Linked DNA regions of Callithrix jacchus: region 2 is linked to region 1. The links are chromatin contacts, called in public Hi-C maps. All regions are on one chromosome and are shown on one strand. Each heading gives the region's core, a stretch centred on a gene start, on an enhancer-like site or on the middle of the called end of the contact. The rest is flanking DNA. Distances are from core to core; before and after follow the strand shown.

Region 1 (3,973 bases), core at 1,033-3,532:
GAGTGGATCCGAATGCTTCATCTTCGATGCTTCTGAGGCTGGCCCTGTCCTGTCTTCCAGGGATCAAACAGGAAAGCCATGGCCCACACACCATAGAAATGAATGCACCCTTGCTCAAGAGAAGAATCTACTTATGTTGTTCAAAGTAGTTTGGAGTAACAAGAACAGAGAGAAGTTGTAAGGAAGGGAGTCAGCAGGCTATTTTAGTTGTTGCACGCTCAAATAGAGCAGGCTGCCTCTAGCTCTGGGCAGTCCACACCACAGGAAGCAGAGCGAGCGAGCACTCCTTGGACAGACTTGCTCACAGACCTCATAGGAACAGCTTGCCTTGCCCCTCGCCATCCTCTGTTCCTTTGGTGACATGAGCAGAATCGACATCATGGAAAGTATATGATTAGTTGTAAATTCAAAATGCGTTAATATTCTGTGCTATGTAACAAATTACCACAAACTTTGAGGCTTAAAACAATGCCCATTTATTATCTTACAATTCTGTAAGAATGGCTGGTTTATTTGCTCGAGGTCTCAGAAGAAGGAATTGAAGGTGTTGGCAAGATGTGTCCTCAGCTGAAGCTCTAAGTTCTTAAGTTCTTTTAAATTCATTTTGATTGTCGATAAATTCAGGTTGCTCTTAGTCTCTTGCCATATGACCCTACCATTTTCAAAAACAGCACAAAGAAACTCTCTTGCATCCAGTATCTCCCTTACCTCAAATATATGACATTTCTGTTTCTGATTGTTAAAGCCAAATTTTAAAGGCTCATGGATTAGGCCAGGCCCACCCAAAAAAATCTAACTTAAAGATCAACTGATTTGGGGCCTTAGTTACAGTTTCAGAACCCTTTATAAGAATACCTAGATCAGTGTTTGATTGAATAACTAGGAGAATGTAGTAGGTATAGGTAAATTAGAGGCCAGAAATTTCTGGAATTGCGGCCTATCTTAGAATTCTGCCTATCATAAGCAGGATGTATGAGTACTTGGCTAAACAGGTAAAATTTAAAAATAAAGATTTCCAAATGCCTGCCAGTGTTACTCCTGTTTGTGTCCATTACTGGCTGTCCAAAGACAGAAGCAGGGCCAAAGGGACAGCATGAAGTATTTATAAACCAAGCTGAAGCAAACATACAGCTGTTCTCTGTGCTCTTGCAGCAGAACTACGAACTGTCCATATTTTTGAATAGTCTGAGGCTCAAAAGAATTAGAAAGCAGCAGCTAAGAATTAGAGACTAGCTTGGAAAGTAAACTGCAATTTTGTGGTTAATGGCAAGTTCCCTACACCACAGAAAGATGACACTGCAGCACCAGGAAACAGCTGAAGAAACGGCTTAGCAACTGCCCTGAGACAGACCTTATGAATGACAGTGACACAACACTGTTAAGCACAGCTTTGGGCAGGAAGTTGGGCCAAATCAATATGCAGTACTTTGTATCACTCTATTACCGCAAACTAGGCTGAAGGTTGAGCTGAGGAGTTGATGTAAAATCTTTTATGGAAAGATTGGGCAGGTAGGAATTGAAAAGCTAGGAGGCACCAAACATCCCTTTTGGCGGCCTATTTGATTTTCTTAGAATACCAAAAAGTTATTAGAGAAAAATGCTTTTCATAAACTGAATTTATCTTGACAATAAAGATATTCACTTTTAGCAACAGTTTGTCTATTCAGTGTCCAGTTTTTAGAGTCACGAAGTACGACTTTAAACTTTAGATTTGAAACCAAGATTTTCTGAATGTAATAATTACATAAGCCAAGGAACTCAGTAAACCAAGTTTCCATCCAAAGCATCTTTCACAGCCTGCAATAAATGTTTGAAAAAAGAAGTAAAACTGCCTTTGCAAAATTATGACAGTAAGGGAAATCTGACATAGTTGACTCCATCTTGCTTCTGATCTCCAAGCTGTCCTTTGTCATTTCTAGGCACAGGCAAAGCTACTTTGGGAGGAATTCAGTTTACAGTCTAACCTTAAAGCAAAATGATAATAACCTTTCCCAAAACTAAACTGCTTTTGAAAACTAATGAAAGGTCATAAGGTTAGGGTTATGAGAGGGGCCTAGGATAACCGGCCATTGTTTGGAAGATCATGAGATTTCTAAGTTTCCCAATCACTCCTGTAGGTAGTATTATTACTGTAGAACCTAAGATTGGTCTTTTGAGAGATCCTTTCAGACTTTTGCATTTCTGACAACTGGCTGACTCAACTGGTCCTCTGGCCCCAACCCAGAGGCTGACTCAGAGCAGGAGGACCATTTTCCAAACCCCTACGATTCCATCCCCAACCAATCAATATTCCTCATTCCCTCACCCCCTGCCCACAAAACTATCCTTGAAAAACCCTAATCTCTAAGCCTTCAGGGAGACTGATTTAAGTAATAAATCCATCTCCTTTGTAGCTGCCCTTGTGTTAATAAAACTCTTTATTGCAATACCATGGTCTTAAGTGAACTGGTTTTGTCTGTATAGCGGGCAGGAAGAATCCATCAGGCAATCACAAGAGCTGCTATGGAAACAGAAAACCATTTAACAGCACTGGCCTAAAAACTGGCCAGGCGGTGGGGTGGGGGTGGTGGTACGGGGGGAATGGAAGGGGAGCCAGTGGTGTCTAGATTGCTCCATGGGATTGTTACAAGAAGAGAGGAGGAGAAAGGGGGGGAAAAAAGAGGGGGAGAGAAAGGGGGAAAAAAAAGAGGAGAAGAGAAAGGGGGAAAAAAAAGAGGAGAAGAGAAAGGGATGGAGGGCAGAGAGAATAAAAGGTAGGATTAAAGAATAAATTTAAACAAAGAGGCTGAAAACAAAGCGAATTTTATTAGCTTGTTGTGAAACAAATGCTAGAGGGGAGTAGGATGATCAGGGTAATGAGAGGAGTCAGCACTGGGGTCAAGAAAGAAGCAAGGCAAATTCTAGATGCACCCTTACTGAAAGGCCTGATACTCTTTAGAAGATGCCGTGAGTTATACAGACACTAACTCCATTTCTTATCTTTGACTGCTGACAGTTTTCAAGCCCCAGTGATGCGCCTTTACCTTCTGCTCCACATCTGGGCAAGCCAATAAGAAAGCCCGCACATTCTCTCTTGGAGCTAGTGAGAAGTACCAATCATGCAAACCCACTCCAGCCTTGCTCCCTAAACACCGTAAAACAAAGCTAGTCTTCCTTCTCTGCTCTCTCCAGCCCTTTCTCCCATCTCCCTACCATGGTCATCCCCTAGAAGCTTCAATCAGTGAGTACAATAAACCTTTTTACCCTGCTGGTGTGTGTGCATGTGTGACATCAACAGTCTTGATTTCTGAACCAAATTCTGGGTGGGGCTCCATCTCATCTCAGCAGGATTAACACCACCATGGAAGCAGAGAGAAGACAGTTTCTAACCCAGAGCTTCCCAGTGAATGGAAGACACAGAATGCAAGGCTGAAGAGCAGTCAGCGAATTTCTTCCCATCGCTGAGGAAAAGGATACTGGCAGTGAGAGAGAATAAGCCAATACACAGGGAGGCAGAAATAAGAGATAGAAGACTCCTGCTGGTGGTAGAGCAAGTGAATGCTGTTGTTCCCAGGTGCCAGCTGCATCCCTGATTTTTCTGCAAATATTATGGTCCTCAGCATTCCTTTCAATATATTCTCATTTTTGCCTCAATTAGTTTCAGATTTCTGTCACTTACAAATGAACAACTACAGCCTTGACCAAAACAGAGGGAGACTAAAAGCACTTGGTAATTACTATTAATTTTCTTACAATGTCAATAACGGTACTGTAGTTACGCAGAATGTCCTTATACAGTTGACCCTTGAACAATATGGGTTTGAACTGTGAGGGTCTACACAGATTTTCTGCCACCTGTGACAGTAAGACCAACATCTCCTCCTCAGCCTACTCAACGTGAAGATGAGGTGAAGACCTTTATGATGACCCAGTTCCACTTAATGAATGGGAATTTCCATATGGTTTTCTTAACATTTTTTCTTTAGCTTTCTTT
Region 2 (4,500 bases), core at 1,192-3,691, 140 kb after region 1:
TAGAACCAGATCTGTTTATGATGGGTAGAGGCCTATGTTCTATATTAGTATCATCCCCATCAATATCTTGGATAACTCTGCACACGCAAATTGTTCATACAGACAAACATGGGCTACAAAGGATATATGATTCACCCAGGACCACTGGCTGATTCAACCACCTCCTTTAATACACACTTAACACCCTGGCAAGTATTCTCTTCGTCCAATCTTTATGCACATTTATAAATATTAGAGAGGTGCACTAACATGTATAAACTATGCAAATGAGAAATAAGCAAATGTATTTTAGGCTGACAGTTCTCAAACAAAAGTTTTGTTTACTTAACTTCACCCAGAGTAAAGTTTTATTAGCATATAAAATGGCTGTTAGAAAAATAAGCAGCAGTAGAACAAAATACAAACTTAATGCTTTACTAGATTCAACCATTATTTCATTTCCCTGTGCTAAGGGCGCATGAAAACAGTCACTCACTCAAACAAAGGCTAAGAGCCGTGTGTCTGACACTGCAAGGTAAGCAAAGGAACAGAAAAACAAGGACACCACACTCACCAAGGTCTACTTGAAGCCCCCCACAAAAAAATGTCCATTAAATTACTGCATTATTTTGGGTTCAATGAACACCCACTACCTGCCAAAATGCTAGGTACCATGATCACGCATAAGAAAGAACACCCAACTAACTGCAGATCTGTAGCCAATTATGTATTATGACAACCCCAGGCCTGACTAGTCTTAAAGCAGCAATGTTTTATTCTGGAAATAATCTTGCTTCCATCAATTAATCCTTTTTATAGATGGAAATTCTTTGAGTAATTTCCACCAATGTTAACCCAGACTAAAATTGCTTACAGAGTTAAATAAGAGAATGTAGTGCTGTGGACAAAAAAAACAAAACAAAACAAAAAAAAACAGTAAACTGAAGCACATTTGCACTTTAATAATAATTTGCTTTGTATTTGCTTTTACCTCAATAGCAATGAAAACCAAGTGACTTTAGTCGTAAAGTAGAATGTTAACTCTAAAGTTACCGTGGCAAGAAACTGTTTTCTTGTACAGTTTCATGCGAAATGGTAGCTAAACAAGTTTTGCTTAGTTTTTTTTTTTTTTTTTTTTTTAACTATTCATTTAGTGAATCCTTCATGAAGGCTCTGTAACCATTCACATGTCCCTTGGCTCAAAAGCAGGTAGTGGAGATGAATTACACTGATTTGGTCTTCAGGATTACAAAATAATTTCTGACCCTGTCCAAGTACCCATTTTGCACAATACTAATGAGAGTTTTTCAAAATAGGAGCTAACCTTTAACTGTAAATTATAGATAAAGGCTTGCAAGCTGGCAAATTCACATTAATTTTTAAAGACTTTCACATCAAAGATAAACGCACCGAATTACATATTTTAAAGAAATGTAAACAGGCTTTCGACAGCTTACTACAGAGTTAAATGGAACTGTATTTAGGTATAAAAATAAAGTCACCAATACCGCAAAGAGTTACCAAAGGAGGAAGCTACAGGACCACGGTCCCTCTCAAAGAAGTGTCTGAACAAATTTAAAGTGAAATTTTGTAACCTGTGTCTCACTATTTTTACCACAACATTTTAAATTAAGCTCTGTCTGCACGTTTTTAAAACCTCAATCAAGAAAACAGTAGTGCCCTAAAATGTACCAATTAGCCGAAATAAAGCTAAAAATATGCCCCTCCAACGTAGCCGGTCAAGTGGCAAGAACGTAAGAGAACTCAGGAAGTTTTGAAATGGCAGTGACAGGAGACAGGGGAAGGAATCACGGAGAGCGAGGGCCACCCCGTGCGGCGGGTGACGCGAGGTCCTGGCTTGGGACGGTACCCGACCGCCCAACTTCGCGCCGGAGCCCCGGCCGCGGCCCTTCCTCCCGGCCCAGCCCGCCCGGCCTCCGCGAGAGCGTGGTGACAGCCCCGCCGCAGGGACGCCGCCAGCGGACACCCACCTTCCTTCTCGGCCCGCGCCGCGGCCACTACAAGGGTCATCACCAGGTGCAGCGCTCCCAGGAGGCCGGCGGCCGCGCTTCGCGGGCCCCCGCTACGGCCGGCAGTGGGTTCCAGCCCGGTACCGGCGGACGTGGAGGTGGCGGCTGCGGCGGCTCCGGCTGTTCCTCCTCCCGCCCGCTTCCCCATCCCTGCCGGCCGGAGGCCGCCGCGCTCGAGATCCGGCGCGGCCCTTCTCGGCAAGGCGACAGCGGCGGCACGGAAGCCGTGGTCCGGGCTCTGGCCGCGGCGCAGGGAACGACAACGGTTCCGAGCCCAGGGCTCGGGCTCCGCTCGTAGGCCTAGGTCCGTGCGTGCGTGTGAGCTGGAGTGTCAGTCACAGCCTCGGCCTGGGCATCGCCTATGAGGAGTGGGAGCGGAGAGTCCGCGGGTCAGGCGCGGCGGGCGGCCATACTGGAAACGGGCAAGGGCCACGGGCTGAGAGCTGGCTTGCGAGGGGCGGGGCGCGGCTCTGGGCACCGCCTCCGCCCTGCCGACACTTGGGCGGTCCGCCGGTCAGTCTGTCCGTCCGCGAGCGCTTGGGCCCTGCCTCCTCGTTCCACTCTCGGAGGCTTGCGACTTCATGGCCAGACAGAACCAGGACAGCACAACCCCAGCCCGTTACCTCTGCCCGGCGCGGGAGGAGGAGGGAGGCAGGACTCGGTCCAGCCGCCAGGACTTATGATGGCGGCTTCCGCTTCGCGGAGGCGGTGACGGCGATCACGTGGGGACGGGGCGGCCTCGCCGCGCAGCCGCCGCGGTGCGTGGGCGGGGCAGGGGTGGGGTTCCAGGGCGACAGGAGGGTTGTCCGCTTCTCTGGCGTGGTCACAAGCCTGCCTGCTCTGCCCTACAGGGCGAGAGCCTTCCAGGGGTTTGAGTGCGCATCCGGACCGCAAGACGAGCGCGGAAGTTCTGTTCCAGTGACTCCTCCTGGTGGCATCCCCGCCTCGGCCTCTTTGACGTCAAGAATACCCCGGGCCCGACTCAGTTCCTGATGGTGCTTCCTTGAGGATGGTGGCCCACCGAACTCATCATTGGGTTTTCCAAATCGTGGTACCCAGGAGATGCTTGATGGAGTCCTCTTGCCTTGGCTTATGTCCACTTTGCCGCGCAACACGTTGTGTATGCAGAAAGCGTCAGTGACCCTGGACGGAGAAGGCAGGGGCAGACTGCGCTTTCGAATATCCAGTAACTGGCTTCCTCTCTCGAGGAAGAATTCTTTTTCCTTTCCTTTCCTCCTTCCTTTCCTTGCTTTTTTCTCTCCTTCGAGACAGGGTCTGGTTTTGCCGCCCACCACCACACCAGGCTAATTTTTATTTTAAGAGACAGTGTCTCACTGTGTTGGCCAGGCCGGTCTCGAACTCCTGGGCTCCAGCAATCTGCCTGCCTCGGCCTTCCTAAGTGCTGGGATCACAGGCGTGAGCCACTCCACTGGGTCTGGAAGAATTCTTAAGACGTCTGTTTTCTTCACGAGCCATTTCATGCCTCTTAGATACGCTTTTCGTCTTAAGTTGAGGTTCTTGGTGTGCGTGGCTATTCTCTCCAAGACTTAATATCTTCAGGGGGTCCTTCTTTACTCATCTTAATAACTTCCTCCCAGCTCCTAGCCCAGAGACATTTTGCTTTCCTCAGTTGTATTTGTTGAGTGAGTCGGTATGTTTGTAAGGCCAAGCCTGCCCATAGTACGTCTCAGAACAAGCTAGATAGGAAAATAAGGTTTCAGAAAGACTTAAAAAAAGGGACTCCGGAATCTACTCTATGATGTAGCCCCCAGTGTCAAGCAAGCACTTAAATTTATTCATAAATTAATATGTATTTATATGACCTTACCCTGATGATTTTAAAACGCACTTTTAGGTTGGGTGCTGTGGCTCACGCTTTTAATCCCAGCACTTTGGGAGGCCAAGGCGGGCGGATCGAATATCTGGTTACTGGGTATTCGAAAGCGCAGTCTGCCCCTGCCTGAAATTGCTTAAACCCGAGAGGCTGAAGTTGCAGTGAACCAAGATCGCAGCACAGCACTATACCCTGCACGAGAGCAAAACTCCATCCCCAAAAGTAAATAAGCAATTTTACTTTTTTTAGTATTAGTCTTAAAATTGAGTAGTCAAATTTTGTTTTGATGAACTAGGAATAACTATTATCCGGATCACTAGGTCCGGAGATCTAGACCATCCAGGCCAACATGGTGAAACCGCGTCTCTACTAAAAATACAAAAATTAGCTGGGCATGTGCCTGTGGCCCCGGAGCGAGACTCAATCTCAAAAACAAAACAAAAAAACCAACCCAAACCTATTTAAAGGCGGGGCGCAGTGGTTCACGCCTGTAATCTCAGCACTTTGGGAGGCCGAGGCAGGTGGATCACGAGGTCAAGAGATCGAGACCATCCTGGTCAACATGGTGAAACCCGGTCTCTACTAAAAATACAAAAAATTAGCTGGGCACGGTGGCGCGTGCCTGTAATCCCAGCTACTCAGGAGGCTGAGGCAGGA

The links. A called contact is a pair of places that touch in the nucleus more often than the background predicts.
Region 2: a contact with region 1 is called in a Hi-C map of skeletal muscle, with 2.8 times the contacts expected there. The contact joins the promoter of TMEM131 here to the enhancer-like site in region 1. A contact is called at or near these places in 2 of 3 Hi-C or Micro-C datasets (both in skeletal muscle).

What each region holds. Positions count from the first base shown.
Region 1 is chr14:7,179,794-7,183,766 of calJac240_pri, forward strand. All of the region lies in intron 4 of TMEM131 (transmembrane protein 131), which reads right to left. Among named protein-coding and RNA genes, the nearest start is that of TMEM131, 140 kb to the right of the region's middle. Within about 2 kb of position 2,283, at least 1 of the 16 cell types and tissues checked has an H3K27ac peak or open chromatin away from gene starts, as enhancers often do. A contact at or near this core is called in skeletal muscle, where this site is marked.
Region 2 is chr14:7,319,687-7,324,186 of calJac240_pri, forward strand. It overlaps TMEM131 (transmembrane protein 131), which reads right to left and starts at 2,442. Exons shown (of 40, transcript XR_013526314.1): 1 at 1,971-2,442.